2 separate regions of the Mus musculus genome follow, and region 1 is linked to region 2. Evidence: chromatin contacts called from public promoter capture Hi-C data. All regions are on one chromosome and are shown on one strand. The core of a region is the stretch at or near the end of the contact, and the rest is flanking DNA. Distances in the headings are between cores, read along the strand shown.

The links. Capture Hi-C pulls out chosen DNA fragments and counts their contacts.
Region 1: a contact with region 2 is called in a promoter capture Hi-C map of liver. The contact joins the promoter of Arpc5l here to the promoter of Nek6 in region 2. A contact is called at or near these places in 1 of 39 promoter capture datasets (pre-B cells) and 2 of 9 other capture datasets (adipose tissue and liver).

The regions. Positions count from the first base shown.
Region 1 is chr2:39,006,043-39,013,112 of GRCm38.p6, forward strand. Arpc5l (actin related protein 2/3 complex, subunit 5-like) reads left to right here and starts at 2,097. Exons shown (of 4, transcript NM_028809.1): 1 at 2,097-2,302. The coding sequence starts at 2,154.
Region 2 is chr2:38,509,274-38,516,553 of GRCm38.p6, forward strand. It overlaps Nek6 (NIMA (never in mitosis gene a)-related expressed kinase 6), which reads left to right and starts at 2,424. Exons shown (of 10, transcript NM_021606.3): 1 at 2,424-2,520.

The sequences.
Region 1 (7,070 bases), core at 847-3,346, 500 kb after region 2:
TTAATGAAACCGTCTCCAGAGAGATTCCAAATCGTGCTGGTAGCTTAGTTCCGTGGTAGTGTTTCCCTGGCATGCACAAAGCTGTGTGCATTCCCGGCACTGATACAAGAATAAATAAAAGCTCCGAAACAGAGTCTTGCTTTATTGCTAGTACCAGTTTATATCTTGGCAAGTCCCTTCGCGTCTCCGGTTAGTGTATCTTTGAGGATTAGAGGAACTAAACTGAAAACCTGCAAAGCTCCCAGCCAAGACCTGATATGTAAAGATTGGGGAAATTATAACATGGTTAAAGTGCACATGACCCTTTGCCTACAGTCCCAGACAGACCGCTAGCATCTAGATCAGAACAAAGCAGACGATGTTGGGTTTGTGTGATGAGTTGACCAAACTGACCAATTGGAGCCCTTTCTTTGCCAAGCTCCATTCAGCAGCTGCCCATTTTTCCAGCAGTTTCTCAATTGTTCATGACTTGATGCTGATAGAAGAGGTACTCAAGGTACTGTAATGAAAGCTGGGCGTGGTGGCGCACGCCTTTAATCCTAGCACTCGCGAGGCAGAGGCAGGCGGAGTTCGAGGCCAGCCTGGTCTACAGAGTTCCAGGACAGCCAGGGCTATACAGAGAAACCCTGTCTCGAGAAAACAAAACAAAACAAAACAAAACAAAAAACCAAAAACCAAAAAAACAAAAAAGGTACTGTAATGAACATTTTTTAGTCACCTCCCATCCCAAGTGTAGCAGCGTACCCTTGTATCCTAAGTGCTCTTAAGTACCAAGCTGAGTTAAGCCATGTGTTTGTGTGCCTGTTTCCAGAGCCAGTCTTGAAGGTCTCTGAGGGTTTAATGCTTTTCAGGCCCAGGATGGGGATACTGGTTGGATAGAATGAATAAGCCTTTTGTAAATGGGATAAGGAGAAATGAACCGAGTGTGGATTAGTTTTAAATGGAAGTCTAAAGATGACCAGGATTCTACTAGAGTTACAAATATACATCATATTTCTGGACATTTTTTGTAGTGCTAGGATTAAACCCAGGATTCACAATATTTTTGAATTCCCAATTACATTCCCCATCTTTGAAGACAAAAAACTTACAGGCACTGTACTTTGCCATCCCTGATGTAATTAAGACAGCCCTTACATTTTTAAATTTTACATGTACCATGTATGTGCTGTGCCGGCAGAGGTGACTGGATCTCCCTGGAGGTGGAGTCGCAGAGCACTGTGAGCTGCTATGTGGATGCTGGGAACTGAACCCAGGTCTCCAAGAATAGCACTTTTTTTCTTTTTTAAATTTCCCGACAGGGTTTCACTCTGTAGTCTTGGCTGATCTAGAACTATGTAGTCAAAACTATCTAGAACTCACAAGAACCCCCTGCCACTGCTTCCTAAGGGCTGGAATAAGGCATGTGCCACATTACTCGCTATGTGTAGCAGGAGCAAAACCATGTCTCACCTAATTTTTTTTGCTCGAGTTCTACTAGGTTAAAATGTAATAGTTTTCTTTTTTTTTAATATTTTTTATTAAATAGTTTTCATATAGTTACAAGAAAAGATTCATTTTAGCCTACGTCTGAAATAGAAAGAATCCTGGGGATTCTGCAGCTTTCGCCTCCTAAAATATGCCTCTTCAGTCAGGAGTACAGGTGGCCACAGAATCCTCTTTAATTTTCGGAACGCCCGCAGGAGTCGTTACATCCTCAAGAAAGGATGTTATCAAGCGTCCTGCCAGCCCCTGGGTTACACATCAACGCCTTTAAAGCCGTTTACTTTTAACAAAGTGGGTCCTCTTGTGGGTCAGTGCTTAAGAGACTCCGGCACTGCGCGTCACTCCCTGCCATCCCTTAGCTCTAAGATTTCTTCCTCCGGAGCGGACAGAAGCGCTGGCTATACCAGCAGCCCGGCTTCGGAGAGGACAGAGTTACGGCTGCAACGCCTGACACCACTTCATCAGCATTCCACGATCCCACGGCGCAGTTCCGCCCACAAGAGCTTCCGGTTCCGGCGCATCCCGGAAGTGGGCGGGCGACGGCGGCTGCGCGCGGAGGAGGGGAGGCGGTGCCTGGCGGCCGCTTCCCGCCCCCAAGCGGAGCCGGTGCGGAGGGGAGCCGGGAAAGAGCGAAGCCTAGGCGGCTGAGTGGCCGCCGCGCTCCCGCCATGGCCCGGAACACACTGTCCTCACGCTTCCGCCGCGTGGATATCGACGAATTTGACGAGAACAAATTCGTAGACGAGCACGAAGAGGCAGCGGCGGCGGCGGGCGAGCCAGGCCCCGACCCCTGCGAGGTAGACGGGCTCCTGCGGCAATATCCTTCCCGGCGCGGCGGCCCGGCTCGGCCTTCGCACCCTGATCACCCCAGCCCCAGTCTCCCGGTCCTCCGCCCAACCCCAGCCCCTCCCGGCTCCTGTCAGTCCCAGGTTCTCCCGGTCTGTGGTTGGCCTTACGCCTTTCTCAGCAGCGCAGCCCTGGAGCTCCTCTCCCTCTGCTCTGCTGCGCTCCGCATCCTTCTGGGTGTCCGTGCATCGGCCTTGGTATCCCTTTATCCCTCCTTATAGTAAGCGGGGTCATTCCCAGGTGCTGCCCTCAGGAGGGACCGAGGTGAACCACCTTGGATTCATTGAGCAGCCAGGGCCACTGCCCTACTGCGCTTGTCTAACTGGCTTTCTTGGGCCCGATTGTAGCCCGGCGTGAAAATAGGTGGGTGGATGGTTGGAGGAAGACTGACTAGAGGGCGGAGGTGGGGGAGGTGTGCTTTAAGGTCCAGCCCTCAGGTGTGATATGGCCTGCTACCTTTTCTCACCTGTCGCCACTTTCCTCAGCACGTTGGGTTTTGCGCCTTTATGGACCAAGTACATTCAACAAGTAATGCGACTCTGCCATTAACCGCCTTGTGCAGAAAGCGTGGAAAAAGCTAGTGATTCAGAGCTCAAAAACACCATACAGTGTCAAATGTAAAAGTGGCTCCCCACGACTGAAAATGACTGCTGGTGGCCACAGAAAACAAGCATTTAGAACAGAAGAGTAAAAATAGAGGTGATTGTCACAGCTGGCTTGGTCTCTTAGCAGTTTGAGCACCACAGGAAACTGATTTATTCTCACAGGAAGATTTTTTTTTTCTTTATTCAAATAGCTTGACAGGAAGTGTGTACCCCTCCCCCGCACTTGCCAGGGTAGGGTTGGAGGCTCTTGCTGTATATAAATCAGGTTCTGGCTGTTTAATCAGTTGACTCAGCCTGGGAAGTCAGGTGTACCGCTTTTGGGAGGAGTCCTATAGTGCTCCTCTAATATATCTTGAAAACAACCCTTTTAGACTGAACAAGAATATGTTTTTGAAATGTGGAGATTTCAAACTTATTTCCTGCACCATTCTGATGGTTAAATTGGGTCATGAGAAGGCCCCTAGAGGGAAGATTGGTTTTTAGAATGGTGCAGGGTACTGACTGGTTTATGTGCAGGTACTGTTGACAAGGCTCCAGAACGATGCATTTGGGCCAGAATCCTAATTATATTGATGAAGAGACTGGGATCTGTCAGCTTCTGCTTTGGTGTTGTTGCTGGGCCTTGCTGAAGTCCCTGGCTGTTTTTTCTTCTCTCTCTCTCTTTCTTTCTTTCTTAGGCAGCTTAGAGGCATTGGCTTAGCTTATAGAAGAGATTGCTTCTACACTCATGGCAGTGTCAGAAGCCTTGTTACTATGGAGAGTGTACCTCTCGGGATTGGGAGAAGGGAGGCTAGCAGAGGAGAGTGAAACCCTAGCAGATGTCAGGCCCAGGTAGGGAGAAGGATGGAAGTAGTAATTGAGTCCCTATCAGGTGCTAATCATTGCATTCAGTCTATAGACCCTCATGTGAGTCTTAGGAGAGAATAGTGAAGAGGTTTAGGGGGACATTAGGTGGTGGTGGTCTCAGGCCTGTGCTGGGAATTGTTTGTGGAAGAGCAGAGTGTGGAAATAGAAAGCTGCTGTGCATCCACACAGGCACTGTCTAACCTGCTTTAACCTTCTGCTGGTCATACACTCTCTCAACCTCAGCATTCTTTTTTTTTTTTTTTTTTTTTTTTAAAAGATTTATTTATTTATTATATAGTACACTGTAGCTGTCATCAGACACACTAGAAGAGGGCATCAGATCTCATTATAGATGGTCGTGAACCACCATGTGGTTGCTGGGATTTGAACTCTGGACCTTCGGAAGAGCAGTCGGGTGCTCTAACCCACTGAGCCATCTCACCAGCCCGAACCTCAGCATTCTTAAATGATAGAGACAACTATGTTGGTCTTACCACCTCAACAGGTGTACCACTAAACACACAGCAGGTGTACTCCAAAACTTGGGCCCGGGTTGTAGGAGGGGCAGGGGATTGTAGAGAGGGCTTGGATTTGAAAGGCAGCTCTGAATTGTAGCTTTGTGACCTTGGGCAAGTAATTTCCCTTCTGTCTCAGTTTCATTATCTCTATGGCAGAAGTCAGGCTCTTGTCCTAGAGGGTTTGTAGAATAAGGTGAGATGTGACTGTATCTGGTCCTGGATCCAAAACCCCCAGGGAGGATTTTTTTTTCCCTCCACTCCAGCGGTTTTAAAGTACCATTGTAGTTCATTTTCTTTCTCAGTGAAACAGCTTCTGGTCCTTCAAGTAGGACTGTAGGTAGAGCAGTGGTTTTGAGTGATTTGGTAGTTTTTTTCACCCCTCCTCAAGGAAATTTGGCAGTGTTTGGTGACATTTTGATAGTTTTAGGATGTTACTGGAAACTTTAGGGTAAAGGCCAGGGAGGTTGCTAAATATCCTGCAGCATACATCAAAGAATCATCTGGTTTAAAATGGCCATGGCTGAGAATGGTCTGGTGGGTTCTTCAGCCTGTTGTCTGAAGCTATTGGACACTATCTGGGTATGGAGGCTAGTTAGTAAACATGATTGCAGAGGTGCCTCTCTGCTTCCTCTTGTACCCAGCATTTGTGAGCCTTTGGTTGTCAGTGGCTGCTTGACAGGCTGCAGTGCTAAGCCTAACGTTCTCATCCTTGTGGACTAGTTACATCATTTCTGCCTTTCCCTCTCATCTCTTTTGTGAATGAAATGATTGTTAGTTCATGTGTACTGTTAAGCTTTTATGGGACCCTGCTTATTGCCTGGGGATACTGAATTAGAAAAGTTATGGGGTGGAGGGTTATCAGTGGCTGTATCAGGACTAGTTCTTGTTTGTCTGAGGAAAAAGAAAAAGAAAACTAAAGATAAAGGGTGGGGCACCTGTCCACTCTGTAAGGTAGGTCCATTCCAACATGGTAAGGAAGTGACTTGCCTGGTGGTACAGAATAGCTTTTCAAGATGGTACTCACTAGGGAAGTTGGGACTTCAGGTTTGCACCAGAGGCTAGCTGTTCACACATGGGCATTGCTGCATGGTCAAAAGTAAAGACCTGATTGGGCAGAGTCATTCCTTGTTCTATTTTTGAAGCTTTTTGGCTTAAGCCAGTGTTTCACATGAGGAAATGAAAGTTGGCTGATGTAATTCAGTTTAAAATAGGTGTAACCTTTGGGGACATAACCTAGATTGTAATTTTCTTCAGTGTGCTGGGTATTCAGAACTCAGCAGTGAATGTGAAATTAGGATTCTATCTAAGGCTTGTGGGGAAAGGGAGCAAATGGCTCATTTTGTGGGCCAAAGTGAGACCTTGCTGATTTGGAAGACAGACAACCCCCTATCTCAGACATCCCCCTTGAGACATGTTTTAACTATGTAGCTCTGGCTGGCCTTGAATCTGCCTAAGTGCTGAGATTTAAAGGAATGAACTACTAGGCCTAGCCTGAGAGGTATATTTGACATACTTGATTGCTTTAGCTGTTTGATAAGAGGCACAGAGTGAAGATGCGTTATGTCTAGCCTGGTGGTGGTAGCATTGACTGTTTTTAATCTCAGCACTCAGGAGGCAGATGCAGGTGGATGTCTGAGTTCAAGGTCTACAGACCTACAGTTCCAGGACAGACTGGGGTATACAGGGAAGCCCTGCTTTGAAAAACAAAACTATTAAGATGTGTGTGTTTCTATTCCCTTTTAGAATGAGAGAGGGTGAGAACTCCTTGCAGTCCATTTGTGCATGATTTCCCATGAAGATCCTGTAAAGCAGACAGTGCCTAGCACTGAGCATGTGCAAGTAGGCTCTGAAGGGACTCTGGCCAGCTCGAACACGGCAGGCATGGTTTTGGTGGACCGTGTTAACCAGACTGCATTCCTGAAGCCAGCCCCTAAAGTCTATTTGGATTTATTTGGCTTATTCCTACTCCTACCCAGGCCCAGCCATCAAAGTATTGAAATTCAGTAATCAAAAGCCCCCTTTGGCTCATGTAATTAACATGCTCAGTTAAAATGAAACACCACATTCTAACATGGGTTTTCATTTGTACCTTTACTTTTATTTTTGGCGGGTTTCTTTGTATAATCTTGGCTGCCTTGGAACTCAATATAGACCAGACTGGCCTCAAACTCAACAGTCCACTTGCCTCTGCCTCCAGAGTGCTGGGATTAAGAGCGTGCACCATCACTGCCTGGCCTATTTTACCTTTATAAAGCACCATTTTCCTATGTACCCCATCTGTTGTCTCTATCCAGAGGCAGTCCTTTGTCCTTGTTCTCTGGAACAAATACCTTTGCCCCCTTTCCCTTGCTTCTTTCCTCTTCTCCCTCATCTTCTCTCTCCCATGTTTGTCTCTTATTCTCTGCCCTCTGAGTCAAAGAAATTTCTTTTGTGCTGAGAACTTGGTATTGGGAGTCTGGAGCTAATACTCTTCCTTTCAGGCTCTATTAGATTCTAACACAAAAGAGGGCCGTTTTTTGAGGAGGAAGCTTCAGGAAGATACTTCAGGAAGAGCTTGCAGGTTGGCAGAGGGCACTGCCCTCTACTCCTTCCTGTGGCTCAGGAAAGGTCAAGGCTGTAGCAGCCTGTGCCTGGTTGCAAGAGGCCAGCGGGAGGCAGTGCGTGGTATGGATAAGATCCCTTTAACTACTCTGGAGCTGTGTATGAAGGGAGGTCATTAATGAAAGCATGGGCATGCTTGAGCCTAGCCATCCTTAACTGGCTTTGATGC
Region 2 (7,280 bases), core at 1,174-3,673:
TGGGAGGCATTTTGCAAGTAAGTACCTCTTTTCAGTGACTCATTTTGGGACTCACTAAAAACTCCTGTGAGTTGAAAACAAAAGTGGCCCTTGCACCTCTCCCTTCTCCCCACCCCTGCAGAAAGATGGGTGTTGCAGGAATGGTGAGGGTCTTGGAGCTGACTAAATTTGATTTTATGTCACAGCATGTCAGCGGGGCCTGCAATCCATCTGTATGGTCCATAGCCAAAGAGAAGGAAGTAGGGGTGCGAAGGAGGAAGGTCGGGAGAAGGGTGGGTTTGTTTCTCCAGCCTATCCCTTGAGACTGAAGATGCCTTATGTAAGCCCCACCCATCCTGTTCCTGCATTATAGTTCACTGGATGTGTGGTGGTATATGAGCTGGGCCCCTAATTCTCTTAACACTTAAAAACGACCGCTTGCCTACAGCCGGACCTCTAAGGTTCATCACTGGCTGTGAGACCTGGGACATGTTGTTTGGCCTTTCTGAGCTTCAGTTTCCTGAAAATGAAGACACTGCATGTGTTTGTGAACTCAGCAAGGCTGGGGAAAGTCCTTTCTAGTGATCTGACGCTGCTCCTTAGCTGTTCTGCCAGGACAGTTTTTACAGCAGAGAACCCAGTCAGAACACAGCAGGCCCCTAACCATACCCTCTCCTCCAAAGACTTCTGCTCCTCAGTAGAGACCTCCACTCTTCATTGCCTCTTAGAAAGCAGCCCTGGTCCTCCTGCCTCCGGCCTGCTTAACCTTATTTATCCTACTGTCTGCTTCCTGGAGAAACTCAGATTTCCTAGAGTGGGCGTTAAGCTTTCATTTTTTAAAACAACAGTTATTCGTGTGTGCCCTCACATGCCACAATCCACAGTGTATGTGTGCACATTAGAGATAACTTGTTGGTGCCAGTTCCCTCCTCTCAGAAGCAGGGACCAGCCTGGCTGCTCTGGGCTGGTGGCCATGCCTTTCTTACTTAGAACAAGGTTGCCTAGCAATAAGCTGCTGAGACCAGAAATCTGTGTCATCTGCTTCCAGTTCAACCACTCACCACCTGGGGGACTTTGCTCACAGGCCTCATTAAAGCCATCTAAGAAATGGGCACATGGGTGGCATGATGCCACCCTCACAATGGCTGAACATCATGAGGCAGGCAGGGGGAGTAATATAGGTTGTGGGCCTGATTACTGTGGACTCAAGTAGACTAGTTAACTGAATACTCAGCAGGTTGCTATCCCGTGCCCAGACATGTACAGCAGATTAATGGACAGATGGCAGGTGCTTGGGCACACAGACAGTCTAGAACACTCAGAAGCAGCAATACCTGTCCCAGCTACGAGCATCCCTTCCTGAGGGGAAGTGGGAGTCACCTTAATTGCTCCCCAGAGAAGCTTGGACATCCTAGTGGGGTTGTTAAGTATGCATAGATGAAGGCAGTTGTTGTTGTTGTTGTTTTGTTTTTTGTTTTTAACATACAACACTTGGTGTGAATTTGGAAGACATGGGGAGGTTAAAGACAATTTGCTGGAGTTCTTTTGTTCCATTGTGTGGGTCTGGAGGATCAAACTCAGGTCATTCCCCCCACCTCCACCCCCACCCCCACCCCCAGGCTCCTGGGTATTTGGCTGGCCCACTTACTCCTAAAAACCTTCTGCACACTGATGCTTGGCTGGCCTGGAGTTCCCAGGAAGGCAGTATCCCCAGGAGATACTGGCACTTTGAGGGCAGGGACTTGGATTTATCCTAGGTGCCTACTTCTGGAACTGTACTGGGCACTATTTGTACACTGTACTATTGTACACACTGATATATATATATATATATATATATATATATATATACATATATACATATATACATATATACATATATATATATATATATATATATATATATATATATATATATATATATATATATATATATATAATATGAATGACAACATCTCATGTAGCCCAGGCTGGCTTGGAATTTGCTATATAGCCAAGAATGAATGAATTTCAGACATTTTTGCCTCAGCCTTCCTAATTCAGAGATTACAGGTGCCCAATTTCCCTAGTGCTGAGATTAGGAAAGCATGCTATCAACTGAACTTCACCTCCTGCTGCACTCTGTGAATGGGTCAATTTCGGTCCTGCGAGGGCTGTGAGAGGAGCAATGTCAGCTGATGAGGAATCCATGGGTGTGGGGAAGGGTCCACGAATTGGTTACCCAGCGAATCTGCATCTTATAAAGTCTAGAGCCCGCGCAGAGGGGTTCAGTGCCCAGGGTTTGGAGTCTGAGGCTCAGTCTTCCAACCTGAGTTGGACGATCAGGCACCCAGGCTGGGAGCGCGCCCCCGGCGCCCCCTAGCCTGCGTGGCGGCCGCGCGCACGGGCGCAGGGGGCGGCGCGGCCCCGCGGCGGGGAGGGGCGGGCGCGCGGGCGCGCGCAGAAGCGGCGGCTGAACCAAGCGGACTAGCTGCGGCCGCAGCGCCGCCAACTCGCGTGTGACCCGCGCTCCGCCCGCCGCCGAGAGAGCCGCCAGCGCCGGTGAGTGGCCTGGGACCAGCGAGGGGCGCGGGCCAGGGCGTGGGACTGTCACCCGAGGCGTTGTGGGCGCGCGCGCGTGCCCGGGGAGTCGGCGGGGACGCCCGCAGGAGGCCGAGGTGTCCGCGGCGGGCTCCATCCGCCCAGCTGCGCGGGAGTGCGTGCGTGTGCACATCAGGGGCCCGGGCTGTGAGTTTGGGGTGGACCAGTGCGGGTGGACGGGCTCGGCTTCGGTTTATCCGTTTATCGAGTGTTTACCGTGGATGCCAAGGAGTACGTGTGCCCACGTGTCTGAACGTTCCCGAGTGAGTGTGTGCACACGTGCACGGGCAAAAGTGTACAAATTCCATACGAGAGTGTGTTTAGGATCCAGACTGTGCACTCCACACTGCAGGCCGGTGTGTGTGTGATGTGCCGGCTGACCCTGTCCAGAGAGGGTGCTGGGCCGGATTCTGTGAGTCCGCAGATCCCCAGGTTCTGACTTTGGTTGGAAGCCTCTTAGCCCGGCCTTGGCAGAACTCTGCATGGCCACGCAGGCTGAGGAGGGGGCTGCGCTGAACTTGAATTGAGGTTTTCTAAATATGTCTTAGTTCCCTGGCTTTGTTCGTGGCTGTCTCTAGCTAGGCCAGATTTGGACTCTGTTCCCCATACCTAGGGGTTAGGCCCTAGGGAGACCCAGGGCCCCAGATACTTGTCCTCTCTGCCTGCTCCTCTAAGTTAATCATATTTCCCTGATTTAACCGAGCCCCAGAGGGCCATAACAAATGGGTGACAGCATGCTTGGGACACATCCTCTAAGGGCTGTCCGTGAAGTTTTGATTGACAGTTTGTGCATGTGTGTTTGAAAGTTTTAACTGCGTTAGAGCAAACTTTAGAAAGTTTATGTACAAAGTTTCACTCCACTTGCAAAATGCAGGGTGACTTTTTGAGGGGAAAATGTCCTCACAGGAGCCTGGTGTGTGTAAAAGGGCATGTTAAAAACCCTATTGCTAATGGGAGAAGAATTTCATTGAATGGGTGCCTGACTCCCAACAGGAGAAACTTAACCAGTGAACTTTGGACATCGTCGTCCAGAAGACAAAACCTGGAAGGAAACAAAAAAAGACCCATGTTCATTTTTTTTTTCCTCTTTGTCCCGAAAACTGGAGAAGAAAAAATATCCCCACCTTCTGGACGTGTTGAAACTGTTCCCCTCCCCCACCGGGGCCAGGCTCTCCCTGGATCCCCCACCCCCAAATAAAATATGCCTGTGGGGAGCGGAGGAGTGAGTCACTCTCTGGCAGAGGGCCCCACGGCAAACATTTGGGAAGGTTCTTGCTTAACTTCCCAGAAGAAAAGGCCCGGGATTTAAAATGGTCCCTGTGGTTGTGAGCCTCCGAGCCCCGTCTGCTTCAGAGATGACTACAAAAGTCATTTGCTGTCTTTTAAAAAGCCCAAGTCTCAGACTTAAGCATTGTCCAGGATTTAGAGCTGTTTAGGTTTCCAGAAATGGAGATGCTGGCTTTCCCAGGTGGCATATGGTGTGGGAAAGGAAGAGGGTAAGCAGCTGAATCGTTTACAGAGTACCTACTGTGTGCTGAGAGGTTCTTGGGGTCCTTAACTCTCCTGGATTCCACTCTGTTTTTGGGTTTGTGACCAAGGCATCTGACTCATAGAGAAATCAAACCTGTGTCCCAGGCCACCAGGGAAAGGGTAGTAGCCGAAGTCTGAGCCACCTGCCTGCCTTCTAGGCCTTCCTCCTTCATTGGGCCCAGGACTTGACATTTGACTTCCTAAGCTGTACAGCCTGGGCACTGAGGACTTGAACATTCCTGTCCTCATTAGGGCTCACCATAAGTCAGAGGTTATTGTCTCTATTATACGAGGAAACAGACACTAGCAGAGATGAACTGGCTGGCATAGTTTGGGAAGGTAGCACCACGACCCCGGTCCCCCATGATTAAGGATGCACCCTGTGCTGGGCTTGGTGCACAAAGTTTGAAGTTATTTTTCCTTTTCCCCACCAACACTGTTAGATGAGCACTGTTACAGTGTCCATTCTGTAGATGAAAAAACTGGGACACAGAGAGGCTATAGAATAGCGGTAGACCCAGAATTTGAACCCAGACTTGTCTGGACAGAGTCTATAGTCTCCCCATGAACTTGTAAAGTCCAGGTAAGTTGATAGATGGCAAAGTCAGGATTTAAATTCGTAGCTCTGATTCTAGGACGGGCTGGCTACCTTTATTGTGTTTTGTTCTTCTGGCCTGTTGTAAAGCCCAGCGATTTATGACAGGCCATGTTTTGCAGACCAGCCTGTTTCTAGAATTTGGGGCTAGGTCTTCCCAAAGACTGCTGAGCCACCAGAGTGAAGGTACTTTCCAAGTGCCAAGGATGGTCAAACCACTGTCAAAAGTAGAATAATACAATATTTCTCTCCTCTTTTCAGGTTGGACCAAGGAGGGAGGTGAGGGTGGAGGACTTGGTGAATCATTCAAGATTAGATATGGGTTACAACCAGGTGTGGTGGCTCACGCCCATAATTGTGGCTGAGGCAGGAGGATTGCTTTGAGTTCTGGGCCAGCCTGGATTTACATAGCAATTACCACATGTCCCAGGATTACACACCAAGATCCCATTTAAATAAATAAATTGATTAAATAAACACATAGATATAGGTTGGAGACAAAGCTGGACATGGCCCCAGGAAGAGCCCAGCCCCTGACCTTGTAGGGAGATGGAGAGTGATCTCAGATCCTTACTCTCCGTTCTGAATCTCTGACACAATCACTTCTGCAAAGACTCCTTGTCACCTGTCATTCAGAACTGGGTCCACCAGTTCACTTCCTCATTTACTTCCGTTTCTGGTGTTTCAGAAGAGGACTGTGTGTAAGTAAGGACCTGCGTGGTTGGGGCTCTGCCTGCCCAGCACTAACAGGAAAAGGTTGCTCTCTCCCTTGCAGGAGTGTCGTTTGCAGAGTGCTTTGCGATGCGATGCCTAAATGTAAGGTGTGAAGTAATAGATGGTACAGGGAGGCGCAGCCACGGTTCTGGCATTGATAGATTCCTCCCCATCTGGCCTGTGACTTGCGGAGGTAAAAATAGGCCTTGTTCTATGTTTTTATTTATCCAATTTAATTTTTGCTGATGTCATCATAGGCAGCAAAGTGCATATACTTGGGAGTTTGCTGATCCTTAGGACTGGGGCTCTGGAGCAGGGGGATTGTGGAGGGGCCATTGAGGGTGGTCTGGGTTTCTGTAAAGGGTTCTGAAGTTTTTGAGTGGATGATCTCCTAAGTTCTTAGCTTAGTTCTGTCACCCAGGTAAATCTTCTGTCTGTCCTTCCTTCCCCCTTCCTTCCTTCCTTCCTTCCTTCCTTCCTTCCTTCCTTCCTTTCTTCCTTCTTTCCTCCCTCCTCTTTCTTTTCTTTCTTTCTTTTTTTTTTTTTTAAGCTTTCTCCATTCCTGTCTGAATTTGGTGACACACTCATAATCCATCTTCAGGATAAACTTGTAGCCTTCTCAGACCCAAGGCCCAGACAGAAGTCATATTTGGACACATCCGTTAGCAGTCTAATATCCTGTGCCATTAATCCTGGGAACTTGAACTTGAGCATGTGATCTGGCAGTGTGACATCTGTCACTCCAAGAGGACTTGCTGTGTGACTACAGCCCCACACATACTGGGGACTCCAGTTCTGGATTTTAACCCCCCACAGGCAACTTCTCACGTGGTCTGGCAGCTGAGGACCTGCTCTCCTAGGCAGGTTCTTGGACTGTGCTGGTTAGAAGCTCAACACCCCCTAAAACCCTTGTTCACCACCCCTGGAGCTGTGCCCTGAGGGGGCCGTCAGATTGCATGTGGGGGCCACTGGATTCATTTAGTTCCAAGGGCTTTACCCACAGGGAACTGTTCTTTCTCTTAGACTTCTATGTGCTGGTGACCTCATAGAAAAGAAAAAGGGGGCTTTGTGTAGGAATTCCAGCGAGTGTGAAGGAATGCCGACAGGGAAGGGGCGGGTAGTTGCTGTGGGAAGCCTTAGGCGCCTGCCTTTTCCCCAAATTGTTTAACCCTCACACTTCAAAATCAGTGTGGCTCTTTTAAGGGGAATCCTCCTTTGTCTCCCTGACATCCGAGAGGCTCCTGGGTTGTGCCTTACACTCTGACTTCTCTCTCATTCTTTCATGACCCATTTACTAACACCTATCCTTCGGCCCTTTAAGCTGGGGATTTCTGGGAAGGACTCTATCTGCAAAGGGGCATCCTTACTTTCCAATGACCTGCTCTGATGATGTTCAGGGTCTCGCAGTGCCAAGAAGAGCAAATCACCAGAGCATGGGGTGGAGATGAGCACAGGAGGCTACCTAGGCTGAACTTCTGGGATTGGAAACGGCCCAGTTATCCATTTTACAGAATGGAAACTGAGGCCCTGAAAGGGCGAGATACTCATAGTCAAAATAAGAATATGTGCCTTGTGGGCGTGTGAGTGGTCAGTGGGTCACAGCATTCCAAAGGTCTTGGGTTCCGTTCCCAGCACCACTACTCCAGTTTCCAGGCATCTGATGCTGCCCTCTTCTGGCCTCAAAAGGCCCCAGGTACGGATGTGGTGCACAGACATACATGCAGACAAAATATCCAGACAGATAAAATTTAAAACAAAGAATTTGTCAGATACAGTAGACAGCAGTAGTTTGGAAAGAGGCTGGATTTCAATGCTGGAGTGGCCCTGTGGCATCTCAAGACAAGGTTTGGAGATCTGTGTTTGTTTTCTTCCTACTCACTCA